2 separate regions of the Macaca mulatta genome follow, and region 1 is linked to region 2. Evidence: chromatin contacts called from public Hi-C data. All regions are on one chromosome and are shown on one strand. The core of a region is the stretch at or near the end of the contact, and the rest is flanking DNA. Distances in the headings are between cores, read along the strand shown.

The links. A called contact is a pair of places that touch in the nucleus more often than the background predicts.
Region 1: a contact with region 2 is called in a Hi-C map of liver, with 1.8 times the contacts expected there. The contact joins the promoter of DNAJB2 here to the promoter of ANKZF1 in region 2. A contact is called at or near these places in 3 of 14 Hi-C or Micro-C datasets (CD4 T cells, fibroblasts and liver).

The regions. Positions count from the first base shown.
Region 1 is chr12:124,526,828-124,533,054 of T2T-MMU8v2.0, forward strand. It overlaps DNAJB2 (DnaJ heat shock protein family (Hsp40) member B2), which reads left to right and starts at 2,037. Exons shown (of 10, transcript NM_001266581.1): 1 at 2,037-2,115; 2 at 2,393-2,493; 3 at 3,197-3,306; 4 at 4,325-4,378; 5 at 4,546-4,668; 6 at 5,458-5,550; 7 at 5,754-5,856; 8 at 6,040-6,110. The coding sequence starts at 2,429.
Region 2 is chr12:124,472,736-124,478,431 of T2T-MMU8v2.0, forward strand. ANKZF1 (ankyrin repeat and zinc finger peptidyl tRNA hydrolase 1) reads left to right here and starts at 4,104. Exons shown (of 14, transcript XM_077957624.1): 1 at 4,104-4,178; 2 at 4,497-4,619. ATG9A (autophagy related 9A) reads right to left here and starts at 2,335. Exons shown (of 14, transcript NM_001257895.1): 1 at 2,204-2,335; 2 at 2,052-2,095; 3 at 1,147-1,211. The coding sequence starts at 2,306.

The DNA.
Region 1 (6,227 bases), core at 787-3,286, 52 kb after region 2:
TTATTCTTAATATAACAAGACATACACGGTAGGTGCTAGACAAATGTCTGTTGGGACGGCAGAGTAAGAAGAAAAAGGCAGAGATCTGGAAAATCTGGAGTGACTTAACCCAATCACTCTTTCCTCTTATACCAAGGCTAACTCTTAGTCTTTGTGTCAGTCAGGACTCTTGTAAACAGCAGAAGCTAACTGGCAAATTGTTTCAAGTTCGCTGCCCCCAACAATTACAGAGATATCGGATGGCACTGGAATCAATGCAAAGGCCAGCAAACAAGGGTCAGCAATCAGACAGGCACCCAGGGAAGCTGGGCAGCCAGCACCACACTCAAGGTTGGGCACAGGACAGCCTGTGTAGGAGACTCCTGTCCCCTCCACCCTCCGCAGTGATCCCCCTACTCTCCTCCCTCACCTGCGGCACTAGCACTGACATTTCCTCCTCCAGACACTAGAGGCCGCTGTTGGCCCCATCGCCTCCACCGCCGCCGCAGAAATGAATTCCTCAACCAGCCCTGCTTCTCCGTGACTTGCTCCAGATTCAAAGTCCCAGTTGAAGCATCCGATTGGCGGAGCTGATGTCTTCTGCCTGCAACCCTAGAGCCGAGTCAGGGAGAGCAAGCATTGGGGCTTTGTGGCAAATGGTGGCATGCTTCCCATTAGGGCCCGTGCGATGGGAATTCCCCAAATGTAGGCAGGAGGTTCTGATGGTGGGCGGCCAGGAAAACAGGACACTCACACCACCTTCTTCTCTTACGTCCGGCTCAAGCCCTTCTCGTTGGCGAAGTGTTTCTGGGTCCCCCAGCCTAAAGCACTTTTCTGGACTCACGTAACCATTATTGCTTGAGCCAATCACGATGCCAGCGAGGACCGCAGTAACACCTAATATGTACCATGTCTCATTTGACTTTCAAACAACCCTAGGCACTACCTATATTTAGTGAGAAAAAAAGAGTGCTCAGAGATTTTCCCAAGTCTCACAGTAATGCCAGGTTGTACTGTTTCCAAAGCCTTGGGTTTCCCAGCGGGCCACACTGATGGGCTGGTATCTTATCAAGTTCAAGCTCTGCAAAGGCAGTACTTGGGCCACATTCTTCTTTATACGGCCTGACAGCATCTTGAATGCAGAAAAATGCTCAGCTAACGCCTGTGGATTGGCCTGGATGGGATCAAGCAGGAGACAATTCTGGAAGGTTTCCTAACCCTCCCATGAGGCCTGAACCCAGGGAACATTTTGCAGTGGAATAGGCCTAGTCAGGATCAGTTTGGGAAGACTTGAACCTGGGGAATTCCGTTCTACTGTCCCCTTTACCTCACCTCCCCCAAATGTGTCCAAACTGTCAACAAGAGGTTTGCAGATGTTCATTATTTATTCATCCTACGGGTAGTTTTGAACCCCGACAGCTGCTCTAATAGACCAGTGAGAAAAAACACACAATTCCTGCCCCGTGAAATCGACATTCTAGTGGGTGAGGTGAATGGTAATAAAAAATAATCAAACCAATAAATGCTAATTTGTGGCTCTAAGAAGACTGATGAAGGAAATGCCACGAGATGCTGTAAAAGGCAGTTCTGACCTACTCAGGAAAGCCAGGGCAGCCTGCTGGGGGACCTGGGGCTGGAGCTGGGAGCTGAAGAAGGGGGAGGAGTTAGAATTGTGGTCGGGGGAGGGAGGGAGGAGTACGAGTCCTCGAGGTGGGTGAGTAAGCATGGATCATCGCTCATGTTTATAAGAAAGTGACAGAGGGACCTGGGGGCCGGGCGGCTTGTTTGTGGGCTGCCCCAGCTTCCGTGCGAGCAAAGTCTCGCCTGGATGGAGGCGGGGCAGCAGTCTCCCAGGTCCCAGCTGGGGCTGACGTCGTCCTGGTGCGTGCCCAAAATAGCTGGCTCCGCCCTCTTCTCCCGACAGCCCCTGCAGGCCCCCACCCCCGCCAGGGGACTGGCGGAGCGGGCCTTCTCCCGGTCTCTAGTAGTTTCCGCGCCGCTGACGCATGCCTGCGCGCACAGCTGGGCCGGGCGCGTCCTACGCAGCAGCCGCGAGCCGGGCTGCGGGTGCCAGACGGTTCCCGGCGGGGGGCAGGGGCGGGGCGCCGCAAGAGGCCGGGACTCCCGGCGGAGGAGGTGCAGCCGGGGGCCCGGGTCAGGCTGGGGGCCCTGGGTCGGACTGCTGGAGTTGGGGGGGCCCGATAGGGCTCCTGGGCCTGGGAGTCAAGATAGCTCTTGGCCCCGGCCTTCGGGGGCAGATAAGGCTGCGGGAGGGAGCCTAGTCACCGGCCGCAAGCAGAGCCTAGTGGGCTCCGCTTCCAACTGGGAGCGCCTCCCGCCACCCGGGGGGAGACTGCTGCAGCCACAGGGAGGGGCTCTTGGTTTTTTCCGCCTGACTCCTTCTCTCCTGCAGCCCCAAGGAGGCCCGCTTGACGATTGACCAGTTGCCATGGCATCCTACTACGAGATCCTAGACGTGCCGCGAAGTGCGTCTGCTGATGACATCAAGAAGGCGTAAGTGCCTCCGTGTGCAACAGAAAACCTCTCACCCTCCACCCGCCACCACCATGGGGCACTTCAGAGTGACACCTGTAGGTGTCTGAGGGAACCAGGTCCTTAGAAAGCCCTGGGGTGGGGGGCTTCCTCCGAGTGACACCTGCAGGGAGGAAAGAGACCCCTGGTAGAGTACAAGCAGAACGTCCAGAGAGTGAAGTAGTTAGTTCCGCTGGGAGCTGCACTGTGTTGCGAGTTGTTCTCCAGTGGATCTTCCCCTCCTCCTTCTCCTCTCCCCTCCCCTCCCTTCCCCTCCCCCTTCCCCGTTCCCTCTTCCCTCTAGATTTGGGCATTCTCAGGCTGCAGTGCAAAGATGCCGAGGCTCTGTGAGGAGGAGGGGCCGGTGTCCCTGTACTCTTCGAGGCCACATGTGCCCCAAGCTTTGCAGCCCCAGTCCAGCGAGCCCTAGGGAGGGGCTAGGGATAGGCCTTCTCACCTTGGCATTGTATCCGCTTGTACACGTGGTCCTAGCACTGGTGGCAGATGAGAGAGGGTGGAACTTGATGAAAACATCACACAGAGGCAGCCCTAGCAGCTGGGGTGGACTGGGACACGGCGGTGAAAGGACAGTGATGGGCTAATGGGAAAACGGGTCGTTCTGTTCCTGGGTGGGAAGTGCCTGCATTTGTCCCCCAACCCGCTCCTCTGCACCCACTTTCTGCAGGTATCGGCGCAAGGCTCTCCAGTGGCACCCAGACAAAAACCCAGATAATAAAGAATTTGCCGAGAAGAAATTTAAGGAGGTGGCGGAGGCATATGAAGTGCTGTCTGACAGTAAGGGCCCGAATCAGGCAGGACCCAGCACATCACTCCCTACTTCATGCCCCAGCTCACATTTTCTTAAAGCAATGTCTCTGCCACCCTAGTTTCCTCTGTGCCTGACATTTAAGCTCCCCCTCCCACAGGGACAGCTCAGTATCTGCTCCCCAGAGTCTGGTAGGAGTGACTGGCATGAGACCTGCAAGGAGAAGGAAGCAGGGCAGGTAACTCATGTGAGCTGAGCCTCCTGCATGCCAGGCATTGGTGGGTGTCATCTCCATGAGTTCTCACAGCCGTCCTATGAGGCAGGTTCTGTCACCCCCATATTACAGGCAAGGAAACTGAGGCTGAGAGAGGTGAAGTAACTTGCTCAAGGCCATGCAGAGCTGGAATATGAATCCAGGTCGGCCTTTTTATTGATTCATTCAAAATGTAATTCACTGAATGCTGACAGTGTCCGGCACTCTCTGGGTTCTGGGGAAACTGGAGGACAAGCAGGCACTGTCCTTGCCCAGAGGGGCAGGGAATACCAACACTCACCAGGCACACACACAGACAGTTACAACTTGTGAAGAGTATTCTAGAGGGAAGAAACAGGGCAGGTGGAGTGTTAGGGAATAACGTGCACCTGCTTTTGTTCTGGTGGTTGTAGAAGGCCTCTCTTAGGAGGTGACATTTAGGCTAAGCCCTGGTGAATAATAATGTAGTAATCATTAGCTAACATTTATTGAACACTTCCTATGTGTCAGGCACTGGTAGGCAGTTTACGTGGATGGTCTCATTTGATCTTTGCTACAACCCTGTGCGTTAAGTGCTGTGATGACAGCCATTTTCCAGATGAGAAGAGGTCGGCTGTGTGAAAGGCTGAGTTGCTGCCTAAACCTATGGCAGGGGTGCCATGGGTCCCCTTCTGTGCCTGCCTTCCCCTGCCAAGTGTCAGAGTGTCAGTCTCTGGACAATCCTTTGAGCGTCCTAGCCTGGAAGGGGAGGCCATCCCAGAGGGAGGGTGAAATCATCTGGTCTCTTTTTGCAGAGCACAAGCGGGAGATTTACGACCGCTATGGCCGGGAAGGGCTGACGGGGACAGGTAGGTGGAGTGACGAGGTCCAGGAATGGAGGTGGGGCAGGGAGGAGAGGGGCAGGGCAGATTCTTGCAGTGGAGGCTTTCTCAGACTCCTGGCCATGCCTTAGGTGAGGTCCCCAGCTCAGGGCAGGATGCATGCCCTAAGCTCTCTCCTTATCCTGCCTTTCCAGGAACTGGCCCATCTCGGGCAGAAGCTGGCAGTGGTGGGCCTGGCTTCACCTTCACCTTCCGAAGCCCCGAGGAGGTTTTCCGGGAATTCTTCGGGAGTGGAGACCCTTTTGCAGAGCTCTTTGGTGAGTGGACGCCGGAAGCCTCTGAATGGCTCAAATTCCCCTTCCAGGCCTGTCCTTCCATCATTTGGGAGGCCCTGAGGTAGAAGGCTGAGAGGGGATGGGAATGCCATGGACAGAAGATTTTGTGGAGCTGGGTCCAGTGAGAGCTGGGACAGAACCATACATGTGCCAGAACCCCCGTGATCCAACAGTGACACTTCACAGACTCACTTTATTAAATGACAACGACAATAATACACTGTTAGACCTCTACAGTAAGAGCTGTGAAGGCAAGACTCAAAGCATCTTGTTAACAATATTATTATTATTACCTATAAAACAGATACTGGTATTTTTTAATGATTGATATGTGCCAAATATTTTACATTCCCTAATTCTCTAGTGAACCCTGAGAGGTGGACAATTTTATCTCCATTTGCAGATGAGAAAACCAAGGCACAGCCAATAGCTCAGAGTCACATAGCACATGGCAGAGCTGGACTCCTAGCTGTGTCTGCCTGTCATCGCGTCATGATGATTTGCCTGTACTGAAAGAGCCATCTGTCCTCCATCCCTCTGCCCCCTCCTTCCTTCCTTTATTCTTTATTGTGGACAGAATTAACTAGTGAGCGTCTTCGAATTCAACATTAAAAAGGAATTTAATTATAAATAAGCCCAACTAAAAAGCGGAAAAGAAAAACCCTACCCAGTTGCTTAGCATTTATACTTCCAGACTTAACAGCAGGGCTCACACACTTTTGGGGGGAAATGTCATTACCAGAGGATTGCTAATCTGTTTACTTGTTGCAGATGACCTGGGCCCCTTCTCAGAGCTTCAGAACCGGGGTTCCCGACACTCAGGCCCTTTCTTTACCTTCTCTTCCTCCTTCCCTGGGCACTCTGGTAAGTTTTGCCCCTTCCCACTTTTGCAAGCTCCGATTCCTGGAACCCTTGGACTGAGCTTGTTGCTTTTCCAAGCCTGTCTCCTGTGTTGGGAGCCCTGCCTCCAGCAGCCCTGCGAGGAGGCCTGGCGCCTCGGTGACCACGATAGGCAGCGCAGTCTTCTTCTAACCACCTCTCCTCCTCCTCCCTTGTCCCGATGCCAGATTTCTCCTCCTCATCTTTCTCCTTCAGTCCCGGGGCTGGTGCTTTTCGCTCTGTTTCTACGTCCACCACCTTTGTCCAAGGACGCCGCATCACCACACGCAGGTAAGAGCTCCTTCTGGGGCCATAGAGGTGTAAGAGGTCTGCTGGGTAGCTGTATTCAAATAGAAAATTGGCTCCTTGAGGGCAGGGCCCAGTCTGCACTCTCTACTGCGGTGGCCAGAACTGTGACCAGCACCTGCAGGAGTCCATCACTGCTCGTTGCCTGAACTGTGCTATCTCTCACAGAATCATGGAGAACGGGCAGGAGCGGGTGGAAGTGGAGGAGGATGGGCAGCTGAAGTCAGTCACAATCAATGGTGAGGAGTGGCTCCACCACCCAGCCCCTGGCGGGAAGCCCCAGCCCCAACCTCAGCAGCCTCCTCCCCAAACTGCTGCTCTCTGAACTCTCTTGGGGCTTGGGAGGGAGTGGCAAC
Region 2 (5,696 bases), core at 2,854-5,353:
CTCAGCTGCCACAGCTGCAGCCTGCTTTCCTCACCTCATGGTAACCTCAGCCACCACTTCTGGACTCTTGAAGGTTTCATCCTGTGGGTCTCTGATCTCCAGTCCCTGATTGCCTTTTGAGGTTGTAGTTAAAAGCCCTTGGGGGAGTTTTCTGATTGAAGGAGGGCTTCTTAGCCCCTTCCCCTTTGGCAATGCTATATGGCTTCTCTCTCCCAGGAGGCTCTCTGCCTAGAAGCAGGCCATGGTACAGCCAAGGCAGAACAGAGGCTTTTCTCTGTGGCTGGCATCTCTGAGACCTCCTGACTGAACAATGTAATTTCCACTGGAGCGTTGAGATGATCAAGGTCAAGACCTGAGTTCTTTTTTCTTTTCCTTTTTTTTTTTTTTTTTTTTTGAGAGAGAATCTCACTCCGTCACCTGGGCTGGAGTGCAGTGGCACAATCTCAGCTCACCGCAACCTCCACCTCCCAGGTTCAAGTGATTCTTGTGCCTCAGCCTCCCAAGTAGCTGGGACTACAGGCGTGCGCTACCACACGCCTGGCTAATTTTTGTATTTTTAGGGCCTCCCAAAGTGCTGGGATTATAGGTGTGAGCTGCCGCGCCCAACCAAGGCCTGGGTTCTCTTCATGGAAGAGATAAGCCTTGGAAAGCTTTTCTTGTGAGAAAGCTTGGCCGGGCATGGTGGCTCATGCCTGTAATCCCTGCACTTTGGGAGGCCGAGGTAGGTGAATAACCTAACCTGAGGTCAGGAGTTCGAGACCAGCCTGGCCAACTTGGTGAACTCCCATCTCTACTAAAAATACAAAAACAATTAGCCAGGCATGGTGGCACATACCTGTTGTCCCAGCTACTAAGGAGGCTGAGGCAGGAGAATCACTTGAACCTGGGAGGCAGAGACTGCACCGAGCCAAGATCGCACCACTGCACTCCTGCCTGGGCGACAGAGTGAGACTCACTCCATCTCAAAAAAAAAGAAAGGTGAAGCTGTAAGTTTTGGTGCCACACCCAGTCCCTGAACTACAGAGGTTTACAAAGTTTTAGCCTAGGACTGAGTTGTACTGGCAGGTTGGGCCAGGTGTGAGTGCAAGGAGAGGAAAGACTAAGACGTATTCTTTCACCACATCATCTGTCCCTTCTTATACTTACATGAGCTCAAAGATCTCCCCGATGAGCATACATGTGAAGCCATTCTTCTGGTGCAGATTATAAACGTATAATTGTTAAGAAAAAGTGGTCAGAAAAGATAGCAGGTAAGAGCACAGACTTTGGTATCAACACACTCAAGCTTAAGTCCTGGCTCTGTGACTTTCTAGCTGTGTGACTTTACCAAGTTACTTAACCTCTCAACTTTTGTCTGTCCACAGTGGCACATTAGGAATGAATAACACTTATCTCATAGGAGTATTAGGTCTGAGATAATGCATGTAAAGTATTTAACACAGAGCTGACACAGAATGAGTCAAAAGATGTTACTTTTTACGATTATTAACATCCCATCAAAAATGAGGCTCGGCTGGGTGTGGTGGCTCACGCCTGTAATCCTAACACTTTGGGAGGCCGAGGGGAGTGGATCACTTGAGGTCAGGAGGTTCAAGACCAGCCTTGCCAACAATGGTGAAACCCTGTCTCTATGAAAAATACAAAAAATAGCCAGGCATCGTGGTAGGTGCCTGTAATCCCAGCTACGTGGGAGAGTGAGTGATGCAGGAGAATCGCTTGAACCCGGCAGGTGGAGGTTGCAGTGACCTGAGATTGCCCCTGGACTCTAGCAGCAACAGAGACTCCATCTCAAGAAAAAAAAAAAAAATGGAGGCTTACCCTTAGAAAGGCTCCACAAATTAACACCACAAAGTAGACACGGGCACACGGATCTTGGTAAATGTGGGCTATCATTACTTAACGATGATTTCACCAGCCTCTTTCAGCCTCAGGATAAGCTCCATTCCCCATTCCAGGTATTAGAGTCAAACCTACCCCCACCTTCCACCAGAGACCCAGCTTAGAGAGACACTAACGGTCCCAGAGCTCCAACTCAGAAACACAAAGGATATTCGAGAGAAGAAGAGGTCAAGGTTTTCAATATGGTGCCACGGTGCTGTGGGATAGGAACAGAGATGTCAGAGCTCTGGGAGAACACATGCCCCTTGCTCCCTCCATGGTCTTCCATCAGCTCTCCCTATGGCTGTCATGTCCAAGAACTCACACTTGCTCCCCTCAGCGACGTGCACCAACAGGTCCTCCTCCCCTGGGGGTGAATCACTGTAGGAGGCCTCTAGGCGCTGGTATTCAGTGTCAAACTGCGCCATCACCACCACCCCCTGTCCACCTTGACCACCTGCCAATGAGGAAGAAGAGACCCTGATTCAGTTCTAGCTGCTGCCCACGAGCTGCCCTGCCTAGTGCAAAAAGGAGTAAGAAAGTACCCTTGGGCTTTGTCTCCACTACCAGCCTGCTTGGCTCAGAGGCAGAGAAGTAGTAACACAAGGAAGGCAGTAAGCTCAGGGCTGGGGGGGCCTTAACTGGCCAGTCTGGGCGTCTACTGCTACCTTCCTGGCCCAAAGCCAGAATCTGCCCCTTTGTTGGGGGCTGTTTCATCTTCTATTTAATGGACAGAAAAGTCCCTCCCCCACCCATCCTGGAAACCCTGGTCTCCCAAGAGACTAGCAGGTTGGAAGCACTTTGCAAACAAATGTTTGAGAAAAGCACATGGCCCTACCAGCTCCATGGACAGTATGTGCTCCACTCCAGCCCTCGATGCTCTGCAGCTGCTGGAGGAGAAGATGTCAGGCCCCAGAGAGTGGGGAGTGGGGATATAAAGGAACCCAACCCTCCCACCCATCCACACCCCATGAAGAGGAGGCCAAGCATGGGGCAGGAAGGCTGCAGTGAGGAAGAAGCACCCTTCCAGCCCAGGACTACGAGCACTTCCTCTGGCTGCGCTAAACAGGGCCACTCTTCCAACTCCAGAGTCTCAAGAAATAACTTAGGGACCCCATGGAGAATGAATGGGTACAGACCTGAGGCCAGGGGCCCCTCTGGACTATTTCTTCATTGCCCCACCTTAGCCTCAGAAATGACATACTTCTCAAGGTCCACAAAACCCCAAGAGAGTCTTTCCTGAAGAGGACCTTTCTGGTCACCCTTTTCTTACTTCCCTAGCACCAAAGATCCAGCCGGTGAGCAAACCTGCTGGATGGGAAACCTTGACTGGGTCAGTGTAGACCCCAGATCCTAGGTGAATTTGTGGGTTCCCTAGGTCCTGGGAGCCAGGCATGGTCGTGGTACTCACCTGTCCGTGCAGCCCCTGGGGGCCGTGGATCTTGGCCCAGCCTGGCCCCGGTGGGATTCCCTGGGCTAGTGAGAGTCCTGGCCCTCAGGGAAGTCACCACTCACAGGGTCCGTGTGGACCAGGGCCCGTGGAGCCCCGGCCGGCTGGGCCTGGGCTCAGGGGTTCCTGCGGATGTTGCAGGGATCGAGTCAGCCCTACAGCTGATAGCCCGGGTGGGCTGGCTTGCCTCCCCACATCCAGCCGCGGCGACCGTGGACCGGAGTCCACCTCGCCCCAGGGTCGCCCGGCCCCAGGCCAAGGGCTGGCAGCTCCCAACAGCGGACAACCTCGCGCGCGGCCCCGGCGCCCGCGCGCGCCCTCGTCTGCGCGCGCCCGCAATCAAAACATTCCGGCTGCACGCCCCCGCCCCGCCGGCGGCGCCCCTTCCCCCGTTACCTGCCGCGAGCTCACTTAGGGCTCCGCAGGCACCCCTGAGCAAGGCCAGACACGGGCCCTGGGATTCCAATAACCGTCTCACGTCTCACCTCAGAAACAGCGACCCGTGTGATTCCAGAGGCTCCGCCGGCTCGGCTCGGCCCGGCCCGATCCGGAGCGCTAGGCCCGGTGTCTGCCACTCACTGTCACCCGCAGCCAGGCTGGCCAATAAGCACGGGGGGTGGAGACACAACTGCCAATTCTTGGCTTCAGGGATGAGACTAAAGGCTCGAGGCGGGTCTTGGACAGTCAGCGGCCCAATAGTGTGCTGTACGTGGGGCGGGGCTCAGGTGCGGACGCCGCCGGTTGTCCTCTTCGCTGCTCCGTAGTGACGGGGATTGTTGTGCTGCAGAAATCCGGCTGTCGACTTGAGGACTTGCGTGCCGCTCAGCTCCCGGGACGTTTGGTGCGGCTTGTAAGGGCGTGGGCGAGTTTACGTGGGCCAGTCATTGCTGGTCGCATGGGTAACGAAGACAGTTCGGCTAGGCAACCTCAGTGATTTTTAACTCTGTTGGACTCGATTTGGGAGCTGGATGCCCATTTCATTCTTTTGTGGGCCGAGCCTGGGGGTTTGAGAAACCGGACTGGGGTCAAGATATTCATCTCACCGCTGGTAGCAGGATGAGGGACGAGAATACTTGCGGTGCAGGAGAAACGAAGTCAGGCAGGCAGGAGACGCAGCAGTAGGATCTCATTTGCAGGAGCTCTGTTTCTGACACGCTTTCTACTCCAGGAGCTGCTGCTAAGTAATTTCTGCTCAGCCATGTCGCCGGCTCCAGATGCAGCCCAGGCTCCTGCGTCGATCTCCCTGTTTGACCTCAGCGCGGATGCTCCGATCCTTCAGGGCCTGAGCCTGGTGAGCCACGCGCCTGGGGAGGCTCTGGCCCGGGCTCCGCGTACTTCCTGTTCAGGTATCCGGGAAGGTTTCAGTGAAACGTGACAGGGCTCCTTAGAGCGTTTTGCTCGTTCAGGGAACACATTCTTATTGGTATTCCCGAATTTAGGAGGCCAGTTGATTTTTCTGCTTGATTAAATTAACTTAATCTCTGGGTAATTTCCAGCACAGCCCTTGTTTTCAAACAAGTCTTTTTGCCATCGCATATGTCTCCTCACGTTAACACCATTCCTTTCAAAAACATTTTAAACTTTGTAGAGATAAAGTTCTCAGATATATTCCACATTTAACCGGGCGCCACTCAAATTATTCCTTTTTGCTGAATATAAAACAATGTATTATTGTTTTGTATAGCTTTATTTTTTGAGAGTCTTGTTCTGTCGCCCAGGCTGGAGTGCAGTGGCACGATTTCCGCCCACTGTAATCTCCGCCTCCCGGGTTCAAGTGATTCTCCTGCCTCAGCCTCCCGAGTAGCTGGGACTACAGGCCCGCACCACCACCCCCGGCTAATTATTGTATTTTCAGTAGAGACGGGGTTTCACCATGTTGGCCAGGCTGGTCTCAAACTCCTGGCCTCAAGTGATCTGCCTGTGTCAGCCTCCCGCAGTGCTGAGATTACAGGCCTGAGCCACCGTGTCGGGCCTGTTTTGTGTAACTCTAGTTTGGCTAAATCTTTTCTTGCACCTCTTCTTAGACAAACTGTACACTAATTGGAAATGTAAACTTTAAAAAATAGCATTTGGGAAGTGGTTTTTGTACAGTTAAAAATAATTTTAAACCGAACCGAAATTATTTTCTTTAGGATTCGCCTAAACAATCTGTTTGGCTAATTTAAATTAGAGAAGACGGCCGGGCGCGGTGGCTCAAGCCTGTAGTCCCAGCACTTTGGGAGGCCGAGACGGGTGGATCACAAGGTCAGGAGATCGAGACCATCCTGGCTAACCCGGTGAAACCCCGTCTCTACTAAAAAATACAAAAAACTAGCCGGGCGAGGTGGGGGGCGCCTGTAGTCCCAGCTACGCGGGAGGCTGAGGCAGG